Regions from separate parts of the Ovis aries genome. Here region 1 is linked to region 2. A link is a contact called in public Hi-C data. All regions are on one chromosome and are shown on one strand. Each heading gives the region's core, a stretch centred on a gene start, on an enhancer-like site or on the middle of the called end of the contact. The rest is flanking DNA. Distances are from core to core; before and after follow the strand shown.

Evidence for each region. Hi-C and Micro-C count contacts between places; a contact is called where the count stands out from the background.
Region 1: a contact with region 2 is called in a Hi-C map of hypothalamus, with 5 times the contacts expected there. The contact joins two enhancer-like sites. A contact is called at or near these places in 8 of 16 Hi-C or Micro-C datasets (hypothalamus, liver, mesenteric adipose tissue and 4 more).

The regions. Positions count from the first base shown.
Region 1 is chr1:36,284,388-36,289,945 of ARS-UI_Ramb_v3.0, reverse strand. No RefSeq gene overlaps it. Among named protein-coding and RNA genes, the nearest start is that of NFIA, 31 kb to the left of the region's middle. Within about 2 kb of position 3,390, at least 26 of the 54 cell types and tissues checked have an H3K27ac peak or open chromatin away from gene starts, as enhancers often do. A contact at or near this core is called in hypothalamus, where this site is marked.
Region 2 is chr1:36,212,007-36,217,388 of ARS-UI_Ramb_v3.0, reverse strand. No RefSeq gene overlaps it. Among named protein-coding and RNA genes, the nearest start is that of NFIA, 100 kb to the left of the region's middle. Within about 2 kb of position 1,893, at least 11 of the 54 cell types and tissues checked have an H3K27ac peak or open chromatin away from gene starts, as enhancers often do. A contact at or near this core is called in hypothalamus, where this site is marked.

The sequences.
Region 1 (5,558 bases), core at 2,141-4,640, 71 kb before region 2:
TCATAAGGAAATATTGATGGTGGAGGAAGGTGGCGTGTGTACCATGGGAGAAGCCAAACAATGAGTTGATCTAGTTACTCATTAACAAATATGAGTAACATATTTAGTGACCAAACCAACCAAATCTCTTTATAGCATACTATCACACTGAAAATTTTTGTATAATGTAGCTATGGCAAAATCCTGGCATCTGACCCATAGTGATGGTCCTTTGTAGATTTGGTTACAAAAATTATTTACAATAAGTAATTTTGAATATTAAATATTTTTGCTGATACCTGCATCCATGGAATAGTAACAGTTCATGATGAAAGGATTGGATTATTTGGCAGGAAAATTATACTCCTTTCAGTACTTTTGTTTTTCCAAATTGTGTAACAATGACTCACTAACTCCCCTTCTTCTTATCTACCTAGGCACCAAATCAAACCATGTTGAAGGTGTGGTAGAATATGGTGCATTCCTACCCAGAATACCTTCTTTTCACTTTTCAGAATAACTAAACATAACAAACATTTATTGCCTGGAGAATCCCCACAGAAAGAGGAGCCTGGTCGGCTAGAGTCCATAGGATCACAAAGAGTCCGCCATGACTGAAGCAACTTTGCACGCATGCAAATATAGCACAACGGAAGTTAAAGAGGCTTTGGGTTGGGGTATTGGATGTAAATGTGTGCATGTCAGATGGCTTTGGATGGTCAGCTTTTGGGGACCAGTTTGGTAATTAGGTAAGAGGGCTTTGTGAAGAAACACCATCTGAAACCAGCACCTACTCATGGAATTTATTTTGTGTGTTCCACCCTGTTCTGAGTGCTGGCAGAAGTATGAAGAAATGCAGGAGCAATTCTCTTGAGATTTACATTCTAAACTTCAACGTAGAAACTTCTTGCTCTCTCCCACTCCCTAGGTCCATGTCTTAGTTCTATCATAATAAAGTGGTGGGGTTAATGTTTGGAGAACACAGACTCCACCTCATACATTAAGCTGACATGTTTCTCTTCTGAAATTACTATCTTCATCCTAGAATTTCAGTTACAAATTTCATCATCTTCAGGTATGGTTAGATAAAAGAATGAATGTTGAATACTTTAGATAAGTGGGAACTATAGCTTATGGCCTCATTTTATAATGAGATTTTATAATAGACAGCATTGTACTTTGGAGACATTTGTTTTATTCTCGGATGTGTAATTGTGCTTCTGTGTCATGGAAACACATATTGGTTGGGGTGTGTTGGGCACGTATCTGGAGATCTTAGCTACTTCTTTTTGGTACCTTTCCCCAACAGCAACAGTGAGCAATCCAGGGCTCTTTTTAGTAATGAAAGGACAGAGTGGGGGTCCAGTCTATATGTCACTTTGAAACTCATTTGTATTCTTCATATTACCTATGGTGAATCACAGCCTGACCTTCCTAAGTTGCAGTCTCAGAGCTTCTGAATGTGGGCTGCAGGCCACAGGTGTGAGGGTTGTTTGAGAAACTTAACTGCTGCTCCTCTTCATGAAGATGAATTTTCAGCTAAAGCCATTGGTGAGGGTCTAATAAACCCATGTTATATGTGATTGGCATCAGATGGACTAATCTGATGGGATAGTTGCTCAGAAAGTTGATTATACTAGAAGCTATGGTAGAAATTAAACATTTTCCAATAATTTAGATGCTATAAAACATAGCGGTATAGCATGGACTCCTTAGTGTCTGGAGGCAACAGAGCTGGCTGGATTTAAGCAAGAAGAGCATAGACATATGGTTATTTAAATAACCTTATAGATGCTTTGAAGAAGCCTAGAGATCATGCATGACAACATTTGAAATAGTTGAAAGAAAGGGTTATATCAATACTAAATGTATTAGGGCCAAGAACATTGTCTCATACAACCGTGTATAATGCTCATAGCATTGAGGCATAATTAATGCCTCACAGAGGTGAACAGAGGCTCCTAATTACAACTTCTAAGAGGCATAAAGGAGATTCAGACTTAGTCTAGACTGGCCCCAAAGCACAAGGTTTTCCTACTCTATCCACTCAATCCCAGGTCCCTCAGCCTTCTCCAATCTGGCCTTGATTTACTTGTCCAACTTTCTCCAGCGCGAATGAGCGGCTCTTTTTCTTGCCACCATCACCTCAATCTCTATTGTCTTTCCTGTGCTGTGAGAACACAGAATCACCTCTGACCAGTTTACTTGCAGGGTTGCCCAGGTACAGAAGTTCTGGGACTCCCAACAGCCAATTCTAATTTTACCTACCCTTTAGTTGCAAACAGCCTGGCTGCACCATTTGATTTTTTTAATGAGACCATTTTATCCCCTTTTTTGAATTTTATTCTCTTTAATCAGCTTGCAAATTCCTATTTTGATTCTTAATAACTGCTAGTCCCTGGTTCAGTGCTTCACACATGGTTGTGTATGTGGAAACAGACAACTAAATAGCGAACTCCTCACTCCCCCCGCCCCTCCCCCCCAAAAGGCCGGCGCAGAAACGCGACAAAGGGGTGGGGGAGACAGGTTCAGCCAGGGTCTTCTCCCTCAGTCCCCTTACCATCATCCTCAGCCCCCCTCCCCCAAAAGGCTAAAGTCTTCGCCACTCCAGTATTCTTGCCTGTAAATCCCATGGACAGAGGAGCCTGGTGGGCTTCCTACAGTCCATGGGGTCGCAGCGTCGGACACGACTGAGGACACATGCAGTCGATGCCTTAAAGCAAAAGGCTCAAGGAACTACCTTCTTGCCTGGGCCCCCTCAAACCCCACTTTCCCGTGTTCAGCAGAGTCCTTCCCTGCTCAACTCTCGGAGCTGAACTTGGGCTCTCCTCCTGGCACGCGGACTGGGAAAGAGGAAACACGTGCGTGCTGCGGCGGTGTTCGCGGGGAGACGGAAGATGGCAGCAGCCGAGGAGGCAGTGCGTTTCCCAGGGAACCAGAGAGCCACATTCTCCGCGACGGGCGACTCTCAACTCTCCCAAAGAAAGCCGCGGGCCCAGCTCGTTCGTCAGTGTCACGTTTCAATGGCAGCGCGGGGCCAGCCTCGGCGAGGTGCCCGCGCGCCTCTGCGGGACGGCTGGGCCCCGCGGCGATTCAGACGGAACCAACCAACAAAGGCTCTGCGGCGGGCGGCGCAGGGCCACCTTCCGGGACAGGTGCCGGATCTCCGGCTGTCCCTCGCCCCACCGCCGTCCCGCCCGGGGGTTTCTCTTTCCTGGCCTTTGGCGCCCAGGCCAGCCCCGGGTGCGCGGGGCCGAGTCCTCGCGCGACCAGAGCGCGCCCGACTGCGGGTGGGCGGGGGGCGGGGGTGTCTGCGCACTGCGCGTGCGCAGGGTTGCAAGCCCCTTCGGAGAGCAGGGCTTTCCTCGTGCAAAAGGCGTGTAAAGTTAAGCCGACCGCTCCAAGTCTCTCTTCTTACCCGGCCGCCGTGAGCCGACGGCAGAGGGCGCCCTTCCAATGCGCGTCGGTCGGGACCCGCGTGGCCCCGCGGGAGCTGCGGACTGAAAGCCGCCGCGCAGTCCCCCGTCCAGCGCGCCCCGTCTTGGGTGGAAAGCCGGATTGAGGCTGGGGACCCCGCCACCAGCCACCCCCACCCCCATTCCCAGGTCCCGAGAGGCTGTCTACTGCGGTGGTTCACGCCCTGGCTTTTTTCACCCAGCGCGGGTTCCTCGCACCGGTCTGGGTAAGGAGGAGCGGCCCCTAGCTGAAGCCGTGCCCCCATCTGACTGCTAAGGAACACGTCTGCAGGCGTCGTTCAATGGCAAACGACTAATTAATTTTCCAGCACTTGTGCAGAATACTTTAAAATGGAAAAATGAAGGTCTTCGATGAAAATGAAGCTTGATAGTGTGCACCTGCCACTAATGTACGGTGCACGGTAACTTGCCCTCATTAGAGAGATGCCTTGGGTTGAGAACAAGTCATATAGTGAAAATCACTTCAACACGTGCCTGTTCATATGCATAAACTCCTGTGTACCAGATGGCAAAATATAATGACATCTTAAACAGCTAATTGCATAAACCTTGTAATGCAGATAATTGCTGTACCAAAGTAGGAGTTAATAATTTCCCACTGTATCGCCTGGCTTCAGAGTAATCCTTAAGGAAAGTTGTGACAATTCTAACACACTAAAGTTCACCAAGCGGTAATTAAAACTAGCATTTAAATCATTTGACTTTCAAACCTTTAATTACGATTCGGAAGAACTGTTTTGTGAAAATCCAGAAATTTTGAATAGTTACTGGATAACATTTACTGTTTGTATTTTATCGAGTTTTATTTCATGGACTTCCTGTAGCATAATATTATAGAGAGTCAATGGGGATATGTTCCATTCGCTAAAATTATTTCCAGAAGCATGAGCTTTGCATTTTGGGGCAGGAGTAGGTAACACCCCCGCCTTCCTGCTATAGATCTGTTGATTATTTTCAACTTAACATTTCTTTACAGAGCCCGTGCTGTAATAACTAATTCTAAGCCTTACCATGTGCCTGGCATTTTTCTAAGCACTTTACAGTTATTATCTCATTTAATCCTCAAAACAGCCATCTGAAATGTGTCTATTTACATCCCCATTTTCGAGATGAAATAGCTCAGGCAGAGATGCTAAAGTAACTTGCTCAAAGTTAGTTAGAAGTCACTAATCCAGACTCAGTTTGGCTCCAGAGTCTATGCTGGTAACCATGTTATACTGCCCCATGGGCTAAGCCAGGGCTTAGTAACAATGTTTCTTACTATTTTATGTTCTAATTAGGAATAAAACTAAAATAGCATAATTGATTTTAGCTTATCAGTTTAAGTCACAATGCATTTCAGAAATAGATATCTGCTATTTTCCAAAAGGTGATATCAGAACAGTAAATAAGTCAAGCAAAATAAACCTTTGAAACTTGGTTTTGACTACATCAAGGCTTAGTTTAAAAAACATGTGTGGCTTCAGAAAGATTTTACAACATCTTAAAGAGGATATACAATAATGAACATAAAACAAAATCCTCCTTATTAAGTATACCATGAAATATAGTTTTTTTCTCCATGTTAATATTGTGGAATTCCCCTTTCCTCACTTTGGGTAGAGATAGGTGGCATAAGATGCGAGACACCAAGAGTTGTTTCCTTCCTATGGAAGCCATAGCGTCTGAAATCCCACAAGTATAGATTTTTTTCTGTGACTTAAGGACCATCGCCTCTGAGATGCTGCTCTTAAGCTCCTTGATTTAGTGGGAAACATATTGATTTAGAAATCAAAAGACTGGCATTGTAGTTTGACCATGAACTTGTAATATTATCTTGGACAGATCACTCTGTCTCCCTGAAATTCAGTTCCTTTGCCATAAAAATAGAGAACATGGCTTATGATTACCTACATCCCTCCCTGTTTTATCATTCTAGAATGTTACGCAACTACATCCTACTATTACCTTACTGGGAATGAGATGTTTAGGTGGCATTATCTTTAATAGAGACAAAGCCCTGGATTTGGGGAGTAAGTGAAAGAATATCTGTAGGTGAAGGAAAGACTTAATTTAAGGAGCATTTTCCAGGTGCAGTGCTGAGAGTGTAAAGAGAAATAAGAA
Region 2 (5,382 bases), core at 644-3,143:
CAGATATAAGAGATGCGGGTTCTATCCCTAGGTTGGGAAGATCCCCTAAAGGAGGGCATGGCAACCCACTCCAGTATTCTTGCTTGGAGAATCCCATGGACAGAGGAGCCTGTGTCTGTCAGAGTCAGACATGAACTGAAGCGACTTAGAATGCACGTGCGCATGCGCGCGCGCGCGCGCGTGTGTGTGTGTGTGTGTGTGTGTGTGTGTGTGTGTGTGTGTGTGTACCTTAAAACCATCCCTGGTCCTGCAGTTAGTCTGATCTAACTGTATCATTGTTACAAGGGGATCAGGACATGGACTAATTTCCAGATGTTCAGCACAGACAAATGTTACAAAGTCTCACAGGGAGAGAATTTATGTCTCCTGGGAAATATCAGGAAAGGCTTTAGCGGAGAGTGAGGAGATGTCGATCAGGTAGAATTGTAGAATCGAGGATTGAAGCATCCATAGAACCCAGTGGCGTTTTTTTTCATAGAAGACATCTGGGACCATAGGAGAGAGGTGACCTCTCCCTGTTTCTCAAGCTAGACTTTGATTAGAACCCAGTCTCCTCTCTTCTCGATCTTTCATTTTACTATTCTGCCTCCAAACAATGCCTGATTGAATCATAGTTAAATTAGAGACTGTGATTCCTCTGTCCATACTGATGCTGTCTCTTGTGGTACCAAGTCCAGTCTGAGTTTCGTCACACCAAAGCCAGTGTGATGCCTTTTCTCTGTCATCACTTTGGGAGAGTTGCAACTGAGCAATAAGTGTGGCAGTGATGGAAAGGTCCTTTCACGGAAACAAGTGACACAACCCATAAACAGTCTCTGGATAAAAACAGTGAACTTTTATTAAGCACCTACTGTATCAGGTAAATTTTCTCATTAATCAACATGGTAAGTACTCATTCAGTTCTTTATCTTCCTTCATATAAGTAGAAAAGCTAAAGGCTTTGTTTTATATTCAGTAGCTTTGTCCAGGTTGCAACAGTAAAAAAACTGATTGAATTAGGATTTAAACAATGGTCTGTTAGGCCCCAAAGCCCATGTTCCAACCCTGGGAAAGAAAATTGGTTGCATCTTGTTGGATGAGAAAGAGTACCTGCCTGGAGCACTACTGGAGAAAATGTTGCGGAAAAGTCTTAAATCTGTTGGCAAGGACACAGTGGCCGGTTAGCGGTATCTGCTGGGGTGAGCGAATGGGGCTTGGCCGCACTACGAGTGTGCTGACGGCCCTGATAATACCAGCCTGGGCTGCCTCTCTGTAGATCTAAAGTCCAGATTGAGGCTGTCATTAGGAGGACTCAGTTCTTTCAGAGAGGCGGAGCAGCATCTTCAGTTGCTTTATTCTTCTATCCATCCATCCATCCTCTATCCATGTCTTTGTCTGTCCATCCATCCCTCCATCCAGAAAAGGTTTAGGCAGAGTGTGCTCTGTGTAAGGCACTATGCTCTATAATATGGATCTAGGGAGATATATAAGTCTCCTGGCCCCATAGAATTGAGTGGGACCTCCTTGAAGGGTACTCTTGGGAAAGTATTAGGGAGAAGAGTGATGAGATGGTTTATACAGAGACTGAACATTTGGGGAGATCACAAAAAAAGGGAATCAGGTGGGTTGCTTTCCCACCCTTGCTTTCTATGGCTGCAGAGAAGTGCCCAGCTGGCCAGCTGGCCGCTGGCACAAACTGCCTCTTTGTGTGAAAACCAGTGAAATCACATATGTGCTGCTCCCAGATGTGGCCCCGGCACCAGCACTTTCCAAGTGGGAGGTTCTGTCATGGTGTCACCTGCCAAATCTTATCCAGAGAACTGAAGCCACTTGTCCAGCTGATCAGGGCTCTGTGCCTGTGAGCAGAACTGTCTCACCCTTTGCAGAGACGATCAGGCTTGGGGGAGTCCAGAAGAGCCAGAGCTTGGTGTGTGTGTGTGTGTGTGTTTAAGCTGCACTGAAGCCCTCTCTCCCTGCACTCTTCCCTTGTGATGTTTCACTAGGTGGGAGACAAAGGGGCTTTGTGTGTTCTTCAAAGTACTCCGTGCTGACCATGAGACACATCCCGGAAAAACACAGCCCAAAGCCATGACATTGCCCCTGGTTCAAATGCCAAATGCAACTTACAATAGTTAGAAATGACAAAGGATGGGTGGCAGGACCCAGAGGAAAAAGGGTGAAACCCAAAGGACCTTAAACAGAGTTCAGGGCAACGATTTGATTTTTCAAGAGAGATCTTTAAGCAAATGTTAATCATAGTCTTCCTATCTGCACATACAGGAAAATCAGTAGAGTGTATATTTCATTGTCCGGCAAAGGTAAGGTTCCCTTTAAATTTTCTTTGAAGATTACTGTTGTTTTTAATATTTAGGATGTGTGTAGGGGAGAGGGACAGAGAGGCAGCATGTCAGATGTTTTTCTTTCTTTTTTTAAGGCTCACCTGCTCTTAAGAGTGAATTGCATTTTGTCAGTGGCCGAAGAATGCCTTGGCGTTCGGGCTAGTGTTTTGGGTATAATTGAATTGCTGGGTGCTTTAAACATTGCAGGGTTTTAAGCCGAGAAATAATTTAATGATGTGGCCTTTAGGATTGTTAATTAGCACCGTCTGTATGAACATGTAACAATAACACCACCTACCGTAAAAGCAATGTTCTACACTTCAGAACACTCATTTCTTTCGGGCTTCCTGCAGAGCAGCAGTCATTAACTCTTTTTTTGACAAACACTTTTAGACATGCTCTGCAGGGCCATGAATTCACCCCTCTGGCCTATCTCTGCATTCATCCACGGGGCAAGCTGGCAAATGGGGAAGCTTGGAGAACGATGAGCCCAGCCCTCCACCATGGCACCGACTGAGGAGGAGGTTGTGGTGTTTTCCGTGCTAAACTCCTGAGACACTGTCACTCCAGAACCCAGAGAGAGATTCAGGTGAGAATGTGGGGAAATTGGAGCCCCTGTGCTCTGTTAGTAGGAATGAAAAATGGTGCAGTCGCTTTGGAAAACAGTATAGAGGCTCCTCGGAAAAAAAAAAGGGGGGGGGAGCTACCATATGATCCAGCAATCCCGGTTCTGGGTATTTATCCAAAAAAATTGAAATCAGGATTTGAAAGAGAGAGTAACACTCCCATGTTCACTGCAGCCTTATTCCCAACAGCCAAGATGTAGAGGCAACCTGAGTGTCCCCTGACACTCAGTGGGTGCCTGACACGTGGATGACGCATGGATGACACATGGATGCCTAATGAAGATGTGGCTTATACCCACAATGGAATACTATTCAGCTTTAAAAAAGAAGGAAATTCTGCCCTCTGTGACCACATAGAGGAAACCTTGGGGCATTACACTAAAATGGCATAAGGCACTCACAGAAAGATAAATATTATGGGATTCTGCTTACACGAGGTATCGAAAACGGTCATATTCATAGAATCAAAGAGCAGCATGGTGGTTGCCAGGGTCTGGGGGAAGGGGAGAAAATAAATTTACTAATCAGAGGGTATCAAGTTTCGGTTAAGAAAGATAAGTAAGTTCTAGAGACCTGCCGTACAACATTGTACCATAGTCAATAACACTGTATTTTTCTACTTAAAAATGTGTTACAAGGGTAGACCCTCAAGTTGTGTTCTTGCCTCAAGTAGAAAAACTGTCAGGAAATCAGGTCATGGGAGGAGATGTTGTTGGCTTGGCCCTGCCCACTCTGCTGGAGGAAACCTTCAGTGGCTGGTCCCTCCAGCTGAGTTCAAGGGGGCTGGAAGCACCACGAGTCTGGAGGGAGTCCATGTACGAAGCCAAGAGTGGGAGGCTGATGACGATGGGTGGAGGAGTGAGCGCCTCCCATGCTTTCTTCCAGCCACCTGGTAACGGCCCAGTGCTTTTTCCATCTTCCTCCTTGTAAGTCACAAGTGTTTTTCTCTTCTGAAGACCTGTCTCTTCTTCAGCAAGACACTCAGCAGCACTTGGGCCTCTAAACACTAGATTGTGCCTGGTCTTCTATTCAGCCAAACTGTCCCATGACCTTGTGTCAGGCCTGGCCATCTCCTGTGGGAATCCCATCTTGGAAACCTCAAGTTCTGGTAGCGTCTCTGCACACCGTCTCATTTTCTTTCAGCTCTCTCACCCCTTCATTCTCACAGGCTCATGTGGCTGCTAGTCCAGAGATGGCCACTACCTGGCTTGGCTGTGGCTGCTCTTTCTGTGCCCTTAGAGGACATTCCTGACTGATGGTGCCATCCTGTCCTGTGGAGCAGCGATAACTTTGGAATCCAGGATTCCATCATTTGGAGTTGACATCTCAGATGAAATCTATTTGATATCCAGCTCCAACAGCTTGACCCTTTTTCTTTCAGTCTATGAGGCCAGGCCCCGTGGTGGGTCATCTGAGCTTTGCAGAGCATGCCTGGTTCCCTTGCACACGCACGTGCTGTGTCTGTCCAGTGAAGAGCTCCCTCCACTCTTACACTCAGACTGCTCAGTGCTGTTGGAGGGTTCTGGGTTCCTATGTGGATTTATGCCAGAAAGCACTTATGCTTCATCCTTCGCCTTCAGAGCTGCTGTTTCTTTTTCTTTTTTCCCCTCTTTTTTCTTTTCCTTCTTTTTTTTGATGTGACTGACTTTGTTACAGTATTGCTTGTGTTTTCTGTTTTGATTTTTGGCCATGAGCCATGTGGGATCTTACCTCCCCAATCAGTGATCGAACCTGTACCACCTGCATTGCAAGGCAAAGCCTTAACCACTGGACTGTCAGGGAAGTCCCTAGAGTTGCCTTTTTCTTATTCTCCTTTTTGGCTGTGCCGTGTCTTTGTTGCTGCCCGACGACTTTCTCTAGTTGCAGCAAGCAGGCTTCTTGTTTTGGTGGCTTCTTTTGTTGGGGAGTGCGGGCTCTAGGCATTCTTCAGTAGTTGTGGCTGGCATGTGGCATGTGGAATCTTCTAGGACCAGGAATCTAACCTGTGCCCTGCATTGACAGGTGAATTCTTAACCACTTGACCACCAGGAAAGTTTTGCTTGTTCTTTGTTCGTATCCTCTCACATTTTCACAGCAGACTCCCAGGTCAGAATCTGCCGGTCCGGTCTCCTCAGCACTGGGACACCGGCAGAGGCCCCTCAGCCTCCGCCCTCAGCTCCCACCTTCAGCCTCCTTCCTTGCTTCCTGTGTACAGCCTCCCCTCTCTCTGCAGCTCTCCCTTGAGAGGCTTTGTCATCACCCTAGAGCCTAGAGTGCTGTGTCTTCCTTCTTCTTTCTCCTGAGATGTTTGCTTTGCTTTCACACCCCATGAAAGCTCATTTACTTGGTAACACCTCCCTTTCCTAACTATCTCCCACCACAAGCCAGAGCGGAAGTTGCCTCATCTCTTTCACACCGCATCTCCTCTGGACTGGGAGGTGTTTACCAAGGTATTTATG